2 separate regions of the Xenopus tropicalis genome follow, and region 1 is linked to region 2. The links are chromatin contacts, called in public Hi-C maps. All regions are on one chromosome and are shown on one strand. The core of a region is the stretch at or near the end of the contact, and the rest is flanking DNA. Distances in the headings are between cores, read along the strand shown. Region 1 holds the start of tmsb4x (thymosin beta 4 X-linked). Region 2 has its middle 48 kb from the start of tmsb4x.

Region 1 (6,160 bases), core at 148-2,647, 47 kb after region 2:
CACAAATTAGCTTAAAATGATAATGTTAAAAAAAAAAAATTGTCTTTAAAGGGGAAAGGCTATTTCAAGGAAAACTAGTGACTACCCTATGTCTTTAAAATAAATGCATTAATTAAGTCTACTTGTTAAGAGATCAGGCACGACAGACTTCTAAAAGGCTGGGAGCTGTTAGCATATAGTGGATAAAAATGCTGGTTCAATATTACTTACTTTCTTTTGATGGGAGTGGGTTCTTTTCTTGTGTTTCTGTCTTCTTCAGCTTGGTCTTATCAAATTTCTCAATCTCAGCCATATCTGGTTTGTCAGACATTTTGTGGTATGATCTGAACAAAAGAAAGAAGAAAAAAAAAAATGAAATAGCGCCACCACCCTTGCTATGAAGGGAAAGAAAAAGTGTCACTTACTATTCAGTCAGTGACTGCCACACCCTCTTGGACCTACTAGGTCTGATTAGGGTTGATTTGGATAAAGTGTGGGCAAACTGATTATTCAGTTTGATTTTGATATTTAAAAAGAACAAAAACACATGGCTCAGATAACGCCATACAAAAGCATGTAAAATAGGGTTTAGAAAGATCAGATCAATAGGTTGGCAGGCACACCATGCTAATCAGGGGGTGAATGGCCAGGAGAGCTGGGGGCGCCTTTCTCTTTGGCTGGCAGATGAAGTCATTGCATTCTTCTCTTCTTACAAAGAGCTGCAGTAACAGCCCAAGGAACCTTAACCACCGCCCTATTCTGCCTCAACCCACACTTCCCCTTTCTCCCCCCATCCAACTCCATAGAGCATGCACTAGAGAAAAGTCGCCATCAGCAAGACAATGGAATATTCATATGAACAATATTAGCTGAGCTTTCCCATTAATTTAGAACATAGAACAGAATAAAGACATAATTCTGATTGATCACTACCAGGACAGTTAAAACAGATGTTCCATGATCTTAACCTCTAATTCTCTGCCTCTTTATGGTTATGGATACAAAATGTATAATGCACTGGTTGCTGCAGAACTACAAATCTCAACCACAAGATATAATGGGAAGCTGGGATTTGTAGTTCTGCAACTATTAAGGCTTAAATATAACCTTTTTTTTTTTACATACGCAGCAATCAATACAGATTGAATGATTTCCAAAGTGCAGATCACACCCCTCAAACAACGGGCAATTGCACATGCAAATACAGAGGCTTATCCTCCTACCACAAGGACAATAGGAGCAAATCCCTCTGCAAGGCAATTAAACCTCAGAGGGATTGCACAGAACGGCAAGGCTACTGACTAAATAATGTTTTCAGAGCAGGGCACAATCCATAGGTACATTAAAAAGAGCAAGAATCAGGAGAATGAAATGCCCACTTACCAGAGAGGCAGCCCTCACAAGCGTCACAGTTCCTAACAGAGGCAGTCAAGAGTGTGAGGGGGAGAAGGAGTGCTGCAGCCCTTATATCAGCTCCAGTATGCAGATAGCACTGACGTCACTTAACTCCTTCCCTCCCCCTGCCTCCCAGTTCCTTCGTCTTGTAGTAATTAGAATATCTGTGGGTAAAAACTATTACTATTCACATACGGTTTTATGTTATAGATATATATGTATTCATTTTGCACTCATGCATTAAATAATCGGTTTTAAGGGTTTGCATTAACTAGCAGCATGAAACCTTTTCACTGAGATAAAATGTGACGACACAGAGAGCACAACACACAAACCTAATGATCTGATGTCATTAGTGTCTGCTTTAATTTATTACCTATTAATATTATTAATCGCCAGTCTTCTTGTTTTTTAAAGGGTGAAAGGTGGGGACTACAGGGAGTGGTGCTGTACAAAGGCCCAGCAAGCTTGCATATTTTCATGCAACGTCTCTGCTCAGCTGTCATGAGCTATAAGCTTTGTGTAGGTTTAATGACGTGATACAGACACACATGCTCGCATTTAATTTTATATTAAATGTAGGCATACAGTTTTTTACAACACAAGGGCATGATACATTGCGGAGCTTGTTATGGTTTGTACAGAAATGCACTTCCCTCTTTAAATTTTGCCTGCACATATTTGTTTTATGTGCCCTACACACATATATACAAATACACATTCACCAGAAATCCTTTTCTGCTTTTAAAATCATTTTATCACACACAAACATATACACCAGGGTAGATGACTATTATCCTGAAGGTTGTGGGCAGTCACTAAATGCTTGCATACCAAACAGTTCTGTGAATTCACCAGCAACTAAGGGGTTAATGAGCAACATGTTTGACGTTCATGTACTGCACTAGAGAGGGGTTAAGGCAGAATGTGGTGAAGGAGCAGTTTACTGAGGCAGGAAATGTGATTTCCTGAAATAAGAGGCTGAGTGCAGTGACTACAAAAGAAGACCCGGCCAAAAGGGCTGTGTGGGTAAGCTGGCGGATGAAACAATAGGCTGCTGGGAATGCACTGAAACAGTGATACTAGTCCTGGGGGTTGTTTGCTGAAAACAATGGGCTGCTAGAGAGGTGGGAAAATCTGGGATGAGGGTGTGTTTTTTTTTGCAGATATTTGCATTCTGCCAGAGCTTAGGATTCACCCGAAGAAAGGCGCAAGAGCATCAAAAGCAGCAGCAGCAGGAAGAGCCCCAGCATGAACAGAAGCGCAAGAACAATTTTTTTCCTAAGAGCAAGAAAGAAAGTGGCTGAGACTGAAAATTGTGATGCGCCATCGCTTTAAAGAAGCTCTTGAATCCCAGACTACTTCCATAAAGCTTAAGGGTACATTTTCCACAAAACATAGTGCACTTCCCCTATCCTCCAACAACTCATCATCATCCTGACACTTCCTGAGCCTCCCCTATACCATCCACCCTGTTAGTGAACCTTCCTCCTACCCCTTTTGCCCATCCTGCACCTTAACCCCCCCCCCGTATCCAATCATTCCAGTCGGCCACCGTTATTTTCATCTGAGCCATATTTTTTTGCAGTTTGGCACACATGCATGTCAACAATACGTACACTCCTGCCCAGTACCAAAATGACACCAAACCTTCTCCTCCCCCTACCCTACATCACAATAGTCTGCCCTATTCTGTTCAGTGCAGCCCACCTCCCACCTCAGCACTACTTCCGCCTGCATCTGGCACACTCCCACTTCTCTCTTTGTCACAGGTGCCCATCTCCACATCACTTTTAATAAAGTCAATAAGGGGCCCACAAATGTTAGCACATGTTTATTTAGCACGACTGAATCTTGCCTTATGCATAATATAAGCCTATCACTGCCAATCCTGCTTCCACTGCTCTTTAGGAAACCCCAACCATTACTATTAACCCAGTCACCGCCAGCACTTCTTTTAAAGCGAGTTAACCCCCAAGGTGGGTGTAATTTCAACATGAATAGTCAGGCTCTATGTTTATTGGCCACCCCTCTGGGCTGCTTGGGGACCTTTGGGATCACAATGGCCACAGCAGGGATCTCACTGGGGATGAGTCCGTTATCAAGAGAGTCAAGGAAGTTGGGTGTTTGGGTTCTTGGGGGTACCCTTTTCTCCTTCCCTAACTCTGATTGCAGGTACAACCTCTATAATACAGTGCCAACAACCAATCAGATCAATAGACTGCAGCATCAAGAGAACATCAGAAACAGCTCCAAGCAATGCCTGGATCATCCAGAGAAGTAAAGCCACCAGACGACCAGGGCAAGCAGCAAAAATCTTAAGTGATTGCTAAGAAAGATCCTAATCAATTGGAACAGCATAGTCAAATGAAGGTTAACTGAAATAGTTCTGTCTGTTGAAGTGGTTTCAGATTGTGAGTTTGCTACTGCTGAGAGAGAGGAATTTAGGCAATGGTAACAACATACAAAAAGTCAAGACTCCTCGCATAGAGAGGCTAGATCTCTCTCATTGTGGTAGAGGAGGCTAACCAGGTTATGGTTGCTACATCAGGGTATTCTCATGCCTGTGTAATTACCTCACTTTATGGTCAATTGGGCCATAAAACCAAGAAAGCAATGGGAGACTTAAAATGTAGAGTAAAACTGATCCCACTAGAGATCTCAGAGTGGCTAGTGTAATGAAGGGATAAGCCAGGCAGCTGGGTGCATCCAGGGGTGTTAGGGAACCATAATTAGAGAGAGGGTGGCAGAATTAGTTATAGCCTTACAACAGGTTTGTAGTTTTCAAAGCTGCTTTTCAAAACTGACCAGCTGAGTAAAGGGTATTGGATTAGTTTAAAAGCTACAGGAGACTTAACATGTTCCTTACAAGCAATACAAGAATACTTACCAACAAGGTAAAAGGCACAGAGCCCTTAATTAGTGCATCAGGATGAATCACCACTATTTTATAGTTTAGGTCAATTTTAATAAAGGCAGTTTTACAGACCGGGCTTTCCAACATTAATTTTAGATAGAGGCAGCCACAAAAGCAGACAATTATGGAGTATCTGATTTATTTTTTACAGCAAGGCAAGAAAATGGCATTTATACAGGAACAGTGGGTCATTCCTATATTCACTGGGCAAGAGTTAGAGTGGCAGGGAACACTTGGTGAGCAGTTGAGAATACATCAAGAACAGATGACACTATGCTGGCTGGTAAGCGAGGGCTCCAATGGGCCAAGCTCAACATCATGCAAGGAGTAACGACCTTGTTGCGACCAAACCAGTTCAATTAAATAATGATATTCAATCCACAGTAAACAGCATAGAAAATAAATGGCCTGAAGTTACACTGAGATAATCCAGCGCATGGAGTGGCACGGCACCATATAGGTAGCCATATAGAACACAAGAAAAAAAGTGAACTGGACAAAGAGCAGTCTCATCTGTTTTGTTGGGGGCTTTTAATAAAATATGACAGCATAAGAGTCAAAGTCCCTGGGTTGTATAGACAAGATGGTGTTCACCTTTCATGCTGGGCTTAAGATTTCTTTATTCTTATCATCAGGGGTCACTTAAAGAAGATGGTAAATTAAAAATTAAATTGTTAAAAGTTGCAGTTGTTATTATTTGTTAGGGTGGCTGGCAAGCCCTGGAACTGTGTGGGCGCAGCCACCATTGTAACAGAGGGGCAACCACTGGTGGGCTCATTGGCACTGGTTTTGTTTTTGGATCAGGATGTAATCCCTACAGGAGAAGCCCTGATTGGGGGCCCAGACTTTTTATCTGGTTAAATTTTAGTAATGTGTTTTTAATAAACATAACCTCCCCTTTTTTCCAAACTAATTATGTTGTCTGAATGGTTATTTTGATGGAAACACTTGGTGGTGGGGTTTTCTTGTTTTGAGCGACAGGAGTTTGATTAAACACTACAGACCTTATTTCCTTAACTGTATGCAAGGCCCAGAGCTGCACAATGCTCAAGCAACTAAAATATTCCCTCTTTCTTTGGCTGCAAACGAGTGTCATATCAAGGAGGAGAGTGGGATTAAAAACACCATTGCATATTGCAATGTGCCAGCTATCAGGTCAGATTAACTGAATGTAGATAAAACATGAGCCCGGCATCTTTTTGTTTGCTCTTTCCAAAAGGTATAATAATGACTGCCAGGAAGCAATGCTATAAATATTCGTCTCCTTCAACAGATGGATACGGATAAAGGAACAACGAGCATCAGTTTAGGCGTGGCCTGCATGAAAGATGATACCAGCAGCATGAGAAAGGCCCACAGCATCAGGGAGAAGGGAAAAGATGCGATTTGTTTCAGTTGCTTTCTCTATGGGGTAATGCAATTCAGGGTTAATCTGAATCTGTCTTGATCCTCCCACAATTTTTTGATATCCACTAACATGGGCATCAGTTACAGAATGGATATGGTTCTGGTCGCCTTTCATTGTTAGTTGTACATATACTGCGAACGGCAGCCTGCAGCTCCCCCCTTAAGCAGATGGTGCTGTCTGAGGAACTACTATTAATGTGGCTTTATGTCATATGAGTTTACTTCCTTTATTGGTAAATATAGTGGACACCTTTGTGGCTTTGTGCACATTTTAGTGACTATTTGTCAATGCTTAACTTTATGTTTGCAGATGCCATCTTAAAGAGGAACTGTCACCCCATTATTATTATCAGCCTTTATATAGCACCAACATATTCAGCAGCACTTTTACAGAGATTATACATAATTCACAGAGGAATTTTTATGACGAGCTACATGGGGACGGCGGTAGTGGACGGAGTA
Region 2 (5,636 bases), core at 2,449-4,948:
TTCTCTGTTAGTATTCTAGTGTACTGTATATAGATTACCTTGAGAAACACAACCTTTACATAATAAAAACACTGATGCATGAAATAAAGGACAGTAGACTTTTTGAAAGGCTTGAAAGCACAGAGAAGACTATATTTTATGAAAGCTTGTTAGCTAGTCTACAGCCTTTATTTTTGAACCAGGTAAATATATATTCAGCAAATCCCAGCAAATCAAATGAATATTGTTAGGGAATGCTATCAAATATACTGGTTTACTGCTACTGCCTTTATTCCCACAACATGTTTTGAGCTAAACAAACTCTACAAGCTTTGTACCAAGAAAATATTTCTTGTTTAATCTTGCCTCAATGTATTATATATAAGGACATTTATTGTTAGAAGTAGGTCTTTAGAAATTCAAGAGCAAGTACTAACATGGACGCAAACTGAACTTGCTTTGACATTATTCACAAAACTTGCATCTATCCATTCTCCCTTGAGTCTTGAGGCAATTGCCAATGTGCCCACTCAACCTGCTCTAATGAATTGCATGCAAGTACCTGCATGGATGAAAAGGAACCCAGACATTATTGGCAGTCTGAACATGGCAGTATTTCCAGGATTGCCTTAGCAGCTTGCAAGTGAATTGATCTCTAACACTGTTGACAGCGCAACAAGAATGTCAACTGCAACTTGCAAATTAACTGTCAAATAGAATGCTAATTTCTATCCATATCCAAAAAAACACTGCATTGTGGTTAAAAACACCACAACACTTTAAACATTGCACTGTGTTTATAAATAGGCCCTCGGTCTTATACTGAGTACTTTATGTGTGCTTGTTGGAAAGTTTATATTCCTCTGTAAGAAAATTAATATCATCATTTTCAAGAAACATAGGTGACAACAATGTGGAAAGATCTAGACCAAATATGTAAGGTTGTGAGCTTCTAAAAATATAAACAATGCAAATGAACTGTGCTCTAATAAACATTTAAACAAATATTTTTTGCTCATTGGTGCCAGACATTTATAGAAGTAAAAAGTGCAGACATCACTATAATATGTATTATAAATTTCACTAGTGAAATAGCTTAGCCTTGTCCATTTGGCCAGGCTTTTGTAGAACAGGTATGAGATGTGTTATCCAGAACACGTGGGGGTTTTGGGGAAAGGGGTGCTTCTATAATATGGATCACCATACCAAGTCTACTAAAAGATACTTTAAAAAAATGAATAAACCCAATAGCAATACTTTGCCTCCGGTAAAGATTTATTATACATTATCTTAGTTGGGATCATGTATAAGGTACTGTTTTATTACAGGGAAAAGGGAAATTAATTTTAAAAATCATTAAAATGGAATCCATGGGAGATAATGGATCGCATTCCTGTATATTTGCATTCCTGTATATTTCAGAAAATTTTCTTTTCAAACATTTTATATAGATATAACTGTATACCACAATAACCTTCTAAAAAAATGTCAAGGAATAATACACCTGGTTAATCTGATGTTTATTATGACTGTTTAGATTTAGTGCAGTGCTCCAAACAATTGTTCTAAAAGATGGTAGAAATATATGTACAGTATTTCTATTATTGTTTGAACAATCATCTAAATTTCCAGTCACAACTACCTCTGGAATGTCAGGCTGCTGACTGTTTATATCAGGAAAAGCAATCAGCTTCTGACTCCTGCCACTGTGCTTTGCTGATCCCTAGGACATTGGGTGCTTTTACTTTTATACATGATTAAAATCTTGTCTTGGCAAAGACAAATACCTGGCCACAACTAATCCTCTGGCTTAAGGTGGCCATACAGAGGCCGATTCTAGCTGACGATATCAGTCCCTTAGACCGATTCGGCATTTTATCAGCCCATGTATGGGCACTAATGACAGGCCTGCCCAACCGACGTCAGATCGGGGACTGCATCGGCTCGTTGATGTGGTCCCCGAACCCAGAGACGCCTATACACGTCAAGCGAGTGGATCTTAGCATGTATGGCCACCTTTAGTAATAACCGGTTATTATACAATAAAATTCTATGGAATAAATATACAGGATAATGGCAACAGGTTTGTTAATACTGTAATATTAAAGCTAAACATCTTTCTTTCTGCATCATTTCACATTTTGAGGGAGGATGAATATTATAACTGAATATGAACTTTATATAAAATGTCTGAAAGCATTTTACCTCCTAAAACTGCCATTATATGAGAGCTGCAGAGACAACCACTCAAGTCTGAAGCTAGAGTGAAATGAGACATGGGAGTGTCCTTCAGTCTCCCACAGCAACTGGTCACAGCACTGACTGACAGGCTTTACTCAGCAGCAGCAGGGAAAACCCCTCCCTCCTTCTGTGTCTCTCTGCTTGTGCTGCTGCCAGCGGAGGTAAGGGGAGGGGGAGGAGAGGAGCGAGTAGAGCAGGAATGGTCTGTGAGCTCGCTAAGCCCAGCCCACTCTATGAATATTCACTTCACTTTAAGTAGGTGAAGGTGTCATAGAAGTCTTTGAGGGCCGGCAGCTCTGAGCCCATATACTGAAGAGTCTAAACCGGAAGCTGGCGTAAGGTCTGGGTAGAGCACAGTTTTCAAGCAGTAATGGACATATTTGAACCCAAAGGTATTAAAATAAAAGCACTTCCTTCTATTTTACAGTTTTTTACATGGTTTAGTGCATTGTAAAAATTTATGCTATATATCCCCTTTAAATAATTAGTATAATACCTAATGATAAAGTTTAAATAACAGGTATTTAAAAATAACAACAATAATAATAAAAGATAACTCCTGTTTTCCTTACCTGGCATTGCAAATTAATTGAGGTAATAATTATGACCATACTATAATCATCATCTGGGCCTTGGTACATTACTAGCAACATAGCCCTCTTCATGTACATTATTAAATCTCTCATGGAAACAGAAGCAACTCAACCCACACCCAACCCATGCATGCAAAACCTTAACCTTTAACCCTTCTGCATGTGCCACTGGTTCCAATTTTCGGGAGGAGAGGAGAAGCGTACATCCCAAGTCTGTTTTAGATTTAATAATCACTGTGGGTGTCAGCAATGGTTAACAATCAGCATTTATTGATGAGCGAATCTGTCCTGTTTTGCTCCTCAGAAAATTTTGAGAAACGACAAAAAATATGCGAAATGGCAGAAAAAAATTGCGAGACATGTTTGTTGTGCGACTTTTTTATCGCGTACAATTTTTTTTCACGAGGCCACACCTATTTTGGCGCGCCCGCAAATTTTTTAGACGTGCAACAAATTTTTTTGCAACTAATTTTAGCAGAAGTTTCACAAAACAATTCACCAATGGCGAAATGCGGAAATTTGCTGCAAATCCATACCTGGTGAAAAAGTTCGCTCATCACTAATCATGATAAAATGGCCCCTTAAAGTTTATATAAGGTCTAATATCCTGTAGCCAGCAGCTAATGTTTACTGCTTAACTGTTTTAAAGCAATGATCTTATCGATTACTATGTATTACTAGACCTTGTACATGTTACCCAAAAAATATTTTCAGATGCTTGTATGCATAATACTGGAACCTCAAGAAGCAAATGAAATAAAGCACTTCTAATATTATAGTATCAATGTGTTTCACATTTCTTTTAGCCCCATGAGCCAAATGCTTGCAGAAATTTAGGGCATATTCACTCCTCCACAGCTAGAGGGCAAGCACATCATTGTTATTCAATATGCCTTATGAAAAACTACTCTCAAACTGTCTGACTGTCTGTAGGGTTAGTAACACTCTCCCATACTTCCCTTGTTGAGATGGCTGATTCTCACTTGTCATAATTTTATGCAAAAAAATGCCTGTTTTTTTGAGACATAATATGCTAATCCTGTTTTTTTTACTCTTTCCTATTCACTGTACACAAGAATACATTCTTAAAATACATTTGCACATTATACTAAGGTATTAGCTATGTGGTATTTAGCATGCTACAGAGCTGCTATACTTACCACAGAACTGCAATAGCTTTGCACAAAATTTCAACTGGCTGTACTTCCCTTTTGTAAGAGGAAGAATTACAAATGTGGTTTTAGTTGAGTTATGTGCTAAGAGCAATTCATGCAGAAACAATTACTGTATGTAAAGAAAAAAAATAAAACTGACTTTAAAATCCTGGTTTGTAAATGTCTGTGCAAGGGTGCTTGAAGTTAGATGATTATTTTCTATATTGTTCGTGTTTGGTTACATCACCTTACTACTACTGCAGTGACATTGTAAAAGGATCAGTAAAAACAATAATTTTGTTCTAGTTGCTGTTCAAGGGTGCCTAATGCCACCATCTTTGCTGAGACGGTCATCTAAGGGCCATTAGAAACAAAGTTTGCAAAGGTTATACCAATTCCTATGGTATATAGTTGTTATGCTGCTTCCTAAGGCCAGCAAGCTTAGCTAGTTGTGTGCTTCACTCATTTGGCCATCATTCTCCTGTATGGCTGTGGTGCAGAGCAGGCATGAAAAGTTGATGCAGAGTGAAGTAATACTGCACCTAAAATACCCCTTATACTGGTGGAGTATGCAAGTACATTATCTAGGACATGAAAGAAGAGTACTATAAATTTACAACCCCAAATCTAAGTGGGAGGGATATTTGGGGTACCTAATTTTTATTGCATAATTCAAATATTTCTTGAATTACCAGCTTAATTGTCCTTGAAACCGTAACATTTATACATTTATTTTGCTCTGCATTTGCCAGTGTTATTATTATTACATTGTACCAATACCTGGCATTATTTTAGCCACTCATATGGTAGACCCTTGCATTTTGTGGCAAAAAGCTCTAGTTTTTTTCTGTAGAAATGGCAAAATTACACTTTTTTGGCTTCCTGAGGATGTTTGAAATGGTGTGGTGTGGTTTTCATGATCCTTGCTAACAAACCACTCCTAACAAAGATAATACGGATATGCTACAAAATTCCAAGAAGTATAAATTATAAGACTTTTGCATGTGACTATATGAAAAGGAACACCATCACCAAAATTACAAATTTACATAGAATTTGTCAAAATATCCTTCAATCAAAGAACTAAGGCTTTCAAAATGCCCACACTGTACCATGCAAATAAAACTGCCTAAATCTCCCTAAATACCCAGTGTGAACTGTCAGTTATAGTAAAGTTTTAACGCTGTGCTTGAAATTGGCAACATAGCATAGATTTTGGAAAAGCATGATAAATTTGCAATCTTTAGCAATCTTTAGCAATCTGGAAAACAAGCAGCAAGCTGGCAGGCATGTGGGAGAAGATGGACACAACAAGTAAACAAGTTTGGAGGTCAACAGGCAAAGCTTTATGGCCTTCAGGCTGCAATCTTTGATAAGGATCAAATCATATAACCCCTTCAGAGAACTAAGCCTTTCAGCAATAGATTGTATCACTGGAGTCAGTTATTAGGCAAGACACGTTGCTGCAGCTGCAATACTCCCAGCACTGGCATAAAACAGCTGAGACCAAAGGTTCTAACAATTGACTTGGCCTATATCTGTTTTGTCTGGCTTTAAGAGACAGCTGAGATTTAACAGAGAAAGTTCCTTTTTCTACATACAGTATAAAGTATTTATCAGTCACGGACTGGTGAGTAGTCAGGTCAAAGTACCTGCATTACAGCAGTTT

The links. Hi-C and Micro-C count contacts between places; a contact is called where the count stands out from the background.
Region 1: a Hi-C map of liver shows a contact between it and region 2, with 4 times the contacts expected there. The contact joins the promoter of tmsb4x here to the enhancer-like site in region 2. A contact is called at or near these places in 4 of 5 Hi-C or Micro-C datasets (gastrula embryo, liver, neurula embryo and 1 more).

Annotation. Positions count from the first base shown.
Region 1 is chr2:106,009,634-106,015,793 of UCB_Xtro_10.0, forward strand. It overlaps tmsb4x (thymosin beta 4 X-linked), which reads right to left and starts at 1,398. Exons shown (of 3, transcript NM_001044418.1): 1 at 1,363-1,398; 2 at 211-323. The coding sequence starts at 310.
Region 2 is chr2:105,960,088-105,965,723 of UCB_Xtro_10.0, forward strand. No RefSeq gene overlaps it. Among named protein-coding and RNA genes, the nearest start is that of tmsb4x, 48 kb to the right of the region's middle. Within about 2 kb of position 3,699, at least 2 of the 11 cell types and tissues checked have an H3K27ac peak or open chromatin away from gene starts, as enhancers often do. A contact at or near this core is called in liver, where this site is marked.